Regions from separate parts of the Arachis hypogaea genome. Here region 1 is linked to region 2. The links are chromatin contacts, called in public Hi-C maps. All regions are on one chromosome and are shown on one strand. The core of a region is the stretch at or near the end of the contact, and the rest is flanking DNA. Distances in the headings are between cores, read along the strand shown.

Region 1 (5,368 bases), core at 6-2,505, 33 kb before region 2:
TGAGGTTTAGATATAAAACGATTCATATTCCTAAGCTTTTGGAAGAGAAGTTTTGTGACATTGGCAGTGTATGATGAAAAAGGCATAAAGTGCATCAAATCAAATAATAATTAATAATAAAATAGAAAGAAAAAAAAAGATTACCTGCTTTCTCCTCCTCCAATCTTCCACAGCTTCCTTGGCCATAGTAGCTCCAATGACAAGCAACAATGGTGCAACAATACTGAGAGCTGTATAAGGTGCCAATGGACTAAATGAAACACAAGCAACAACAAGAAAATATATATTTGCAACCCTCCTAAACTGTTCAAAAAGGGACTTAGGGATGAAATTAAAAGCTGTGTACTTTGTGGTTGACACATAGTTCCCTCTATAATTCTGCTGAATTGCATCAGGGTTATCAGGATCATTGCAATACACAATCCTTGAGTACCCTTTCTGACCGATTTGGGAGTGCCCATCTCCAAATGAAGATTTCAAGCAAGAAAATGAATATAGTTTGCTGAAATGTATCCTCTTTTTTGTGATGATCCCTTCAGGCATCTTCTCCTTTTTTTTTCCTCAGCTACAAATCAAGCATTCTCCCAAGAAATCACACAAATATCCTCAGAATCAAACACACTCACCTACTTCTTTGAAAGAAAAGATAATAACTTTAAGAAAATAGGCCAACCCCTTTACCTAAAATAGGGTAAAGTCCACAAATTTGGGAAGAAACAGAGAGAAGAAAAGAAGAAAGAACCAGCTTGATTTGGGAAAATGAGCTTGGAAACACTGAAAGAGACACCAGAAAATGGTTGAACAAGATTCAAAATACCAACTATAGAAGTAATAAAGAACTCTCTTAGATCATGTGAACAAGAATCACAGCTAGAGGAGTAAAGCTTGAATGAAACCTTCAAAGTTTTAGAATTTTTTTTGTTCTAATTCCTTGCTCTCAGTGAAAGCTGCAGAAGATGTCTCTTCCTTGCAGCTTCAACCGAATTTGTTAGAGAGAGAAAACAAAAAAAAATATAAAAAATAGAGAGAAAGAAAATGAATTGAGAGAGAAAGAGAGAAGGGGGGTCTTTGGTGTGAGTAGCAGTTAACTTTGCCGCTTGTATAAGCAAACAAACAAATGAGAGAGACAGAAAAAACATTGATAGAACCGACCAACGAGCATGCTTCATTTACTCATTACTACTTCACTTCTCTTCCATTCTTTTCTCTTCTCTTCTCTTCTCTTGTTACTGCTTTCATTCAATCATTCATTTCATGTGCCATTCGCCAAAGAAATTAATAACAACAATAAAGAAAATAGGAGTGACAAAATAATACAAGGGACCAAATCAGGAAGAAAAAAAAAAGAGAATGGTGGGGTATTGAAAGCAAATGTGAATTACTAGAATGAGGTGTAATATCTATAAATATTATATCGATTTAAAAATTATTTTTATATATTATTCGAAATTTAGTAAAATAGTACAAGTCTGTACGTAGAATTATTATTATTTTGTGATAATATTGATAAAACAATATATCATGTTGAATAGATATTTAAAAAAAATTTATCCATTAGTTAATACATATTTGAGAATGATTTCTTTTAATTTTTTTAATTATTTTATCATGTGTAATTTTTATTATTTAATATCTTTTAGATTTTTTTTGTCCCACTTAATAATGAAAGATCATACTTAACAAAATAATTAAAGAAAAAATCAAAATAATATTTTCTTATATATTTCATATTTATAAAAAAATTATATTAGTCTAAAAAAGTTAATTATTCTTGTATGATGCATTTAATTATTTTATTACAACGAGTTATTTTTATTAAAAATATATAAAATAATATGTATAATGATTAAATGATTGATTTTTTTTAGTTCATAAAACACTTGATTGAAAAAATAGAAACAACATGAAAATTTTGCATAATCACATTTAATTTTTTCCACAGAAATATGAAAACAATAGTTATAAATATTTATTTAATTATAGCCATAGCGATAAGATATATAAAAATTTTAATATAAAAAGATAATTAAAGTATTTTTTGAAAAATAGAAATGCAAATATCAATACTATTTAGTGTTTTTCCTCATTTCTACTTGTTAATGATATCTACCTGTCTGTCTAACACAGCTCATCTTTACGGTTAATTTTTGTAAATACTAAAAAAATTAATGTAATATTCAGTTATTAGATTTTACGATATTTTTTAAAATTTTAGGACGAGATTCTATATTTTAATACGAGAGGAATCTATTGTTAATCCATGATGATATATTCTTAATATGTAGAGAACTTATTGTTCAATTTTTAAAATTTTAAAAAATATTATAAAATTTAATAATTGAGTGTTACATCAAAATTCTATTAATATCTAAAATAATATATGCATATATATGTACACGTAACTTTTATTTTTATTTTGTTTTCATTAACAAAATGGTATATAGTGACTTTTGAAGTTGCATGAGGTGAATGAGTTTGAATAGGGAAAGTTATGATGCATTGCATCACTGAAAATCCAGAAAAAGAGATTAAAGTGTATTGTTCCTTGTTGTGTTGTTACACGTGTTCTTAGTTCTTACATTTGACAGCAACCAACGCTGATACAGATAGATACGCCTCCACCCTTGTCGTACAACATGTCTCTTCCTTTTTCATGTGTATCCCTAATATTCTATATATTTCTATTTTTTTATATTTGTATGAATTTAATTTTAATATAATAATTATATATATATATCTAATTATTTAATGAGTTTTACACAGTCGTACAATCACATTCATTTTTTTAAATAATTATTTATGTCGTTAATATAAAAAGTAGTTATTTTTATTAATGTATCGTTATGTAATTAGATACATATGTAAAATTATTTTATATTAACAATACATAAAATTAAATTCTTATATAATATCATATAATAATAATAATAATAATAATAATAAATAATTATATTTTATATTAATTGCATAAATAATTATCTAAAAAAATAAATATAAATAAACGATAATATAAAATATTTATGTAAAATATTTTATGTGTATATTAAAATTAAATACGAAGATATTATGTTTTGATGTAAATGGTTAAAATTTATATTATTTTTAAAATTAATAATTAATTTGCTAATGAGTATGTGTATGATTGTTTTGATGCCAAATAATTGTATATTTGTGTTGTTTGTTTGTTGTGTGTTGTTAATTAATACAAGAAAATAGAGGATAAAATCATAAAATACATACACTTGTTTTCTTGTATTTTGAAGGTAGTTGCATCTTTAATACCAACCATATGGAACCAAGTAAAGAAGTCACATCACTACTATAAAAGGATGGATATGAAATGGACCCTTAAAATGAGAAAAGGTTTTAGGTGGCTACTCCAATGAAGATTTCATAATTGTCATCATGTGAAGATACTTCATTTTGACCATTGGATGATAAGTTGTAGGGCTTGATTTTTATTTAAAGTAAAAATGTTACTTTTATTTAAAATGTTGCTAAACAAATAAGTCACACTTTTTAAACAAAGATCATCATAAGAAGATGTTTTTAACATCTTCATTGGAGTAGCTGCCAAGGTTTTATATATGTGTTTCGTTTGTGGGTACTTAGCTTGAAAGAATAATTTTATAATATTATTTAACCCAATATTTATATTTCTATGATTTTTAAAGTCATGAGGGATTAGATAAAATATTTTTTATGTAATAATACAGCCTTAAAGTGACACTTATTTATCCTATTTTGTAATTATATATATACATATATCTTCACGAAATATGGAGTTTTTATATATTTGAATAATTCTTTTAAATAATTAGAATATTAAAATTTTTTTAAATAATTTATATCAAGATTACACAAAATCTTTAACTTATTTCAAGGCCTAAATATTTTTATCCTGATAAAATAAAAGATATTATCCTATCATCACATTAATTAGTGTTCTTAAGTAAATACTGATATATTAATGTGTCTAACAATATCCTAAATTTGTAGTCAACAAATTTTTAGTCAAATATTTTAGTTTTTAATAAATTTTAATAATCAATTCAGTCTTCAAATTCTTAATTCATTAAATGAATTACTTTTTATATTAAACTTTTTATCTATTAAAAAAATTAATATGAAAATTTTAAAAAGTTTTAGAGACTATTACATTTTTATTAACTAATAATAAATATTGATTTGTCTGATTTTTTTTAAATTGAAAAATTGATTTATCTAATGAAATAAAAATTAAAAACTAATTTAGTGAAAATTTTATTAATAAGAATTAAAGTATCTAATTAAAAATTATCTAGAGATTGATTTAAGATATTATTCCAAATAATTTATATATATATATACACCAAACATTTTATATACCAAACATTTTACACATACGCGTCCATTTTAAATAATGCTTCCCGTAGAAGTTGATCCAAAATGTCAATAAAAAATGAAATTTGTATACAAATTAAATTTCTAAGTATGTAAAGTGTTAATATATAAGAGTTAGGGATGTTACCATTCCAAGAATGAGCATGTGATGTGAGTGTGAAGATGAATCTAATTACCATAAGTCTCGGACACATGCCAAGCACGTGCTTCCATTAATGCCCCACACACCCCATCATTCATTCATTCATATGAAACTTCGTTATTTTCCACCGAGCCTTTGGAAGATTCAACAATCTTTTCATTTTCTTTTTTCAAAACAAACAACAACTAAAATAAAATGAGTGAAAAAAAAAACACACACACACATATATAACATTCAGATTTAGTATTTGTTCACACTTTGCCCCAAAAATATCGTCATACTTAAAATGAACAAAGTCTAATTAAGAGAAATTTATTTGATTTTATAGAGATCATACACGATAACATAAGCCTAACCCTATTTATCTAAATAAATAACGAACTTTTAAGATATTTTTTAATAATCTAAAAAGAAGATTTTAACAATTTCTTTAATAAAAAGAAACGATTATCCACCATCAAAAGATGAAACTACTCTAAAATATGATTATTGATTTTACTATAAATACACTGATACCCTCAAATATATTCAGAACTCAATCTATTAAAAACTTGCTTAAAACATTTGTTAACTTAAGTATCGAAATTTTTTGTAGGTACCACCCCTCTTCTCACGAAAAACTCGAACGATGAAACTTTGAAATCAACAAAAAAAAAAATTCGAACCTCACGTTCGAACCCAAAAACAACCCAATATCAAGTAATCCTCAAAACAGTACTTATTTCAAACTATTTTTGAAATCAAATCTAAGAAAATGCATTATTAAAGTAAACATATTTATTAATAATTATATATTGAAAGTATATTATCAATAATCATGAGTTAATTTAAAAAAAATAGATG
Region 2 (5,832 bases), core at 3,229-5,728:
GAAGGAACAATAAAAAATTAATTAATAACTTTTTAAAATTAAAAAAATACTTAATTTGTAATAAAAATAAAAATAAAAATAAATACTTAATATGAAATAGAATGATTAGTAAGAATCTTTTGCTAGCAAGCTTCGTGCTACTATATTGTTGTTATTATTATTAGCTATGATAAATAATATTAATGTTCTAATAAAGATCAGAGGTATTTTTGTGTCCTTAGGTTAAAGCTAAGAACAAGAGTATGAGTTAATATTAATATAATATGTATCAAATAGACTTCGAATTTCAAAGTCCTTTCCTCCTTTTAACATATGTCCTTAACTATGTGGATGGTATTGAAGTGCACAAATAAAAAAATAATCAAATTTGGGCACGGAAATATATACTATACATAAACAATTTTTAAAAAGATAAGATTTGTGGTACAACCAAACGTGGCAGATTCAGTGAGAGTAGTAGGAAAATGCAAACTTTATCCTTTGCAAAAACCTCGTTATTGTCACACCTAAGATTGACAAATGCGTACGACTCTTCAATAGCCTTTAAATTTATCAAATACCATAAATCACTTTTTTTAGGAAAATAAATTATTTATTCTAATAAAGTTGTCCAAAATATTTTTTATAAAAATGTTTATTTATTTTAGTCCCACTTTAAATAAAAATAATATTTTTATAATTTATTAAAATCAAATTTTATAATTTATTATCTAATAACTAAAAATTAAAGAAGTATCCTCACACATAAAAATAGTATATAATTTTTATTAGAGTATCCACTTCACTATATAGTAGGGAAAAAATAGAATAATAAGAAGGTGAATATAAATAATATACATATTATTGAAATTAATATAAATAGAAAAGGGATGTTATAATACTAAGAAGGTGAATATTTTAATGTAAAAGTAGGTCTTAAGATATCTCTATTCTAACTGATGGATTTTTTTTCTTCTATTTCTAATTCTCCAATTTTAGTAAATCTTTTTTCTATACTATATATTACGGTGTATATTGAACTTTTCTTTTGGTGACTATGGCATATGGAATTACTCCATCATGAACAATAATAAAGAGAGTAATATTTAAATTATCTCTCTTACGCTTTTATTTTATATGTTTTTATAATATGACTTGCGATAAAATTTATTTAATTGGTGTTCAAATTTTTATTTTAAAGTACTATTTATTATATATATTTGTAAAAGATATTTTTAAAATATTAAGATTTGAATTTAAGACTTTTGAATTAGAATGTTAGGTATTTACTATTTTAACTAATCATATATTTTTACATATTCAACAACAACAACAACAACAACAACAATAATAATAATAATAATAATAATAATAATAATAATGTATGACAAAATATAAAATGAAGTATGATGATGACAGATGAGTTTAGAAATTAAATTTAATGTTCGACATTATTTCTTATTCTTTAAAAATTAGATTTCGTATTTAACAATTACCAAAGAAGCTAAGGTATATATGTATGATTATTGATTAAGAAACTTAATGTTATATAAAATACATTACCAAAGGCCCCTCTGCTTCCAATGCAATTGCAACTAGCCAACTACCATTGAATTTGAATAACACACATAATAATTGCATTTAAAATAAAATGTCAAATTATTGAGAATGTCATTATTACACTAGAAAAAAAAATTTTCCACGTTGAAAGACTACTATCCACTTTAATTGATTGTGACAAAATGAAACGAGTTTTGGATGCATTCTAAAACGTGTAACACACTCATTATATGGACTCTATTTTAGTCTTTGATGGAAAATTAAAGCCTTGAAAAGTGGCTTTCTAGTTTCTACTGTTTGAACCTCCATATGCATTTGTTTCATTCTTATGGAACGGAATATTCATTATATACCTATGACATTGTATTTTTTCATGCTACCATGTGTATTATTAAGGCCTACGCATATTTATATAAAACACTTGAATAAATTACTATTTATACCATAAAAGATATAGATACTGACAAATGTATTTATATAAAATAAAATGATAATTATAATTATGGAGTATGGCTTCCGTGTGTTAAGAGTACCCGAATTTTGATTACACAATTAATTCGATAGGATATTCTTAGCACACAAAAACTATCTTCCGTAAGTATAATTGTCATTTTATTCGTATATGAATACATTTATAAGTGTTTATATCTTTTGTGAATGTAAATGATAATTTATTCAAAATACTTTGTATAACATACTTAAAAAAATAAAAAATATATATAAAAAGTTGTTAAAATTACATTTTTAACGATGGTTTTTACTAATTTAAGATGGTGTTTAACACTTTATATAATACAATATAAGATAAGATGATGACAAATATTAATATGCTTCGCGTAAAGTAACGAATGCAATATTTTTTTTTAAATAATATATTATTAGAGATAATAAATAGAGTGGTATGTTAAACATTTTAGCTTTTTTTTTGTAAAATAATATGTACAGTCCATTTAAAAATTTTTAAAAATATACACCTCATCTTATTAGCAGGTTACTATTTCAATTTCAACCGATCATATAAAAATAATAAAAAACTAAACTTTATTTAGTTAATAAAAAATGTTAAAAAACGAACCTAAAAGAAGTGATGATAATTTATTTTACTATCCAAATCGTTTGAATTATAAATAATAATGTACTCAACTAAATAAGGTAACAATTTATATAATTCTATGTGAATGACACATTTTGTTCAAGTCTAGAATGTTGTATTTTTTTAGTTCAATTCTCGTTATCCTCTCCACAAATATGCCTTAGGAATAAAATATAAAAATACACAATATATATGTGTTTAATTTTAGTTTATTAATAATATAAAATATTTTATATATTTGTCTAATCATATTTTTTTTAGATAATTATTTATACGATAAAAAATAATTACTTTTTACTATCATGATATTACGTAATTGAATATATATATATACTATCGGTATGTCAAAATTAAATTTTATATAAATCAAAATGATGTATAAAAGATTTTGATATCGCCAAAATAATTCCCTGAAAAATAAATTGTGACCCTTAAAAGAAGATGAAAGTTTAATCAAAATACACTAAAATTTAGTTTGGGTAAATAACTTAAATAAATTCTTTTGAAAAAAGAGTTTAAAACATAAGGATTTTTATTAATAGCAGCTTATAAATAAGTTATTTTGTATTTGGATTTTTAGTTATAAAGTACTTATTTTAAAGTTGTAGCGTTTGGATAAATAACTCAAAAGATAATTTTTTTTTTACAAAAGAGAATGAATATTAAAATAACCATGATAACAAATACTTTTCAATATTGAATGTTGATTTTACATAACCTAATCACTAATATTGTGTATGATATGGTAGGTGAAAATAAAAAATAAATATAAAATGTGTGTCAATGTATATTTTATTACTGTTTTTTTTTTTTTATTCCTATTAGAACTCTCTTCTCCTTTATTAAGGTCAAGAACTTGTTATAATTAATTATGAAAATAATAATAAGTTATAAAATTACATATGAAAAAAATAAAATTAAAACTGAAATTTCATACCACACTTGAATACAAATTTAATAATAAAAAATAGTGATAAAATGATAAAAAAAATATTTAGAAGGAATATATGCAGTAAGTTGTTCAGATATAATATTGTCTGAAAATGTGGTGGAGGATCAATTCTTCCATAAGATGTTTCATTACGTAAAAATTGTGAGACTTAGAACATTGCGTGAGAATGATGGTGGAAGGCTAGTGCTTCTAGCAGACCTTGTGTGAAAATAGTGATGAAAAGTCAGTATTTTTCATAGAGTCAAGAAGGAAAGTAAATTTTTTTATTTTAAAATTAATTTTTTTTAAGTAAGTGGTAGAATGACTTCTCGAGAAGTAAGAAGTCATATATTTTTACTTTTTTAAAAAGTTGCGAATTAACTTTTTTGGGAAGTTAAAAGTTTTTTTAAAATAGTGCCAAACACATAGATTATGATTTTTCATAATCCAAAAGTTAAAAAAAGTAGCTTCTGCTACTTCCCAAATGGGCTCTAATTCATTGAGATCATGCCACATCCTAACCATCTACTTTAGCATTACATTGAAAAATGGAGATAACTTCACAATTATATATATATTGGTCATGGCCTCATGGGACAATTAGATATTTGTCAAACGTCTAAAATTTTTAACGGGCCCGGGGGACTTTATTTCTTTTGGAATTCTTTTTGGTCTTGCTATTCAGTTGTTTTTATTATTTGTTTTTTGGGCTTGCCCTTTACTTGTTTGTTCATCCTTTAAATTAATTTTGGAAGAGTTTGAGGAAAGTGCAACTTTTGGCCTGCGGGCTTTCTTAAACTCTTGTGGTTTTTGAAGTGTTTTTAGTCAATAAATGCGACAGTTTGTTGGTATAAATATTTTTGCCTATCCCCAATTAGGTTCATTGAGGCCCACTATTTGTGATGGTACAAAGGAACCCAAGAAATCCCATACATATGAATGGGCAATTGCTGAGCTCTGCTGTTTTGATTAAGAAAGCCCATACACCAGACCAAAAATAAAAAATAAAGCCCAAACACATGATCCAAAAAGTGATGGTTGTGAAAGGTTGGAAATGGGGTGGAGTAAGATTTGAGGTTAGTTAACAAACTTGGCTGGTTCTAGTAGTTAGCTAATAGCTTACTAGTCAGATGGTGACTTAGTCCTTAATCTGTCGAGTTGAAAAATATTATAGAAAAAATAAGATTTGAGGTTAGTAACTAGTAATATTAGAATAATTTTAAATAATTTTTTAAAGTTTGGATATTTTTATCAACCAAAATTCATCTTTTATAAGTTTAGCATTCGTTTTTTTTTCATAAATAAATTTATTAACGGTATGAATATTCATAAGTAAAAATGATAATTTATTTAATTAATAATAATTTTTATTGTTGGAAAATTAATTATGTTTGAATTATATTAAGTAAAACAATAATCCTTTGTCTAAATAAAAGGAAAAAAAAAGAAATCTTGAATCTTGATTCATGCACTCAAAATAAAAGGTAGTGAATTAATTTATGAATGTAAATGCATTATGGAAGGAGATTTTTTAATGATTTTGTTTGTAATTTTACTATAAAATATATTACTCAAAAAAAATATAAAATAGATTATTATATCATATAAAGTAAACATAATAATTGAATTGAATCTCTAAATTATTTTTATAATCAAGATAATAATTGTGGGTCAACTTCAAGTTAATGCTAAGCATTTTACTTAAAAATTTAATCTGATGTATTTTTTTTTAAAGACGTTAGTTATTCAGTATAAAATATCATAAAAATATTCACAAAACAAAAGTGAAAGTAGTAGATATTATCACTTTTATTTTAATAACGTTACAAAAATTATGGAATCTAATTTCAACAAATTAACTTAATTAATCATACATAGGTGATTTAAAAAATATTTAAATTGTCACTAGTTTGTCACATTAATGTTTATAATTGGGCAAATCACGAAATTTCATTTTGTATGTAGAATGTAATGAGTCTTATAAAAAAATTATAATATTTTTGGATTTAACTACACACCATTAAAGTTGTCATTAATATAAATTTTAAAGTTTAATTTTTTTATTTTAATAAATATATTAGAAACTTAAATTCTTATTACTTTTTTTATAAAATCTTTTAAAATTGATAAATTTAATATGTGCGACTAAACCCATATTTTTTTTTAATGTGAATTTCAATGAACAATAATTTATCCAAAATCATCATGTAAATAATTGTTGAAATAAAAAAGGTCAAGTATATATCAAATCCTATTGTTTCTTTGTTTG

What was found. Hi-C and Micro-C count contacts between places; a contact is called where the count stands out from the background.
Region 1: a Hi-C map of leaf shows a contact between it and region 2, with 2.5 times the contacts expected there. The contact joins the promoter of LOC112801969 here to the enhancer-like site in region 2. A contact is called at or near these places in 4 of 8 Hi-C or Micro-C datasets (all in leaf).

Annotation. Positions count from the first base shown.
Region 1 is chr5:93,037,336-93,042,703 of arahy.Tifrunner.gnm2.J5K5, reverse strand. It overlaps LOC112801969 (probable phospholipid-transporting ATPase 8), which reads right to left and starts at 1,255. Exons shown (of 12, transcript XM_025844937.3): 1 at 145-1,255. The coding sequence starts at 543.
Region 2 is chr5:93,007,012-93,012,843 of arahy.Tifrunner.gnm2.J5K5, reverse strand. No RefSeq gene overlaps it. Among protein-coding and RNA genes, the nearest start is that of LOC112801968, 17 kb to the right of the region's middle. Within about 2 kb of position 4,478, at least 3 of the 3 cell types and tissues checked have open chromatin away from gene starts, as enhancers often do.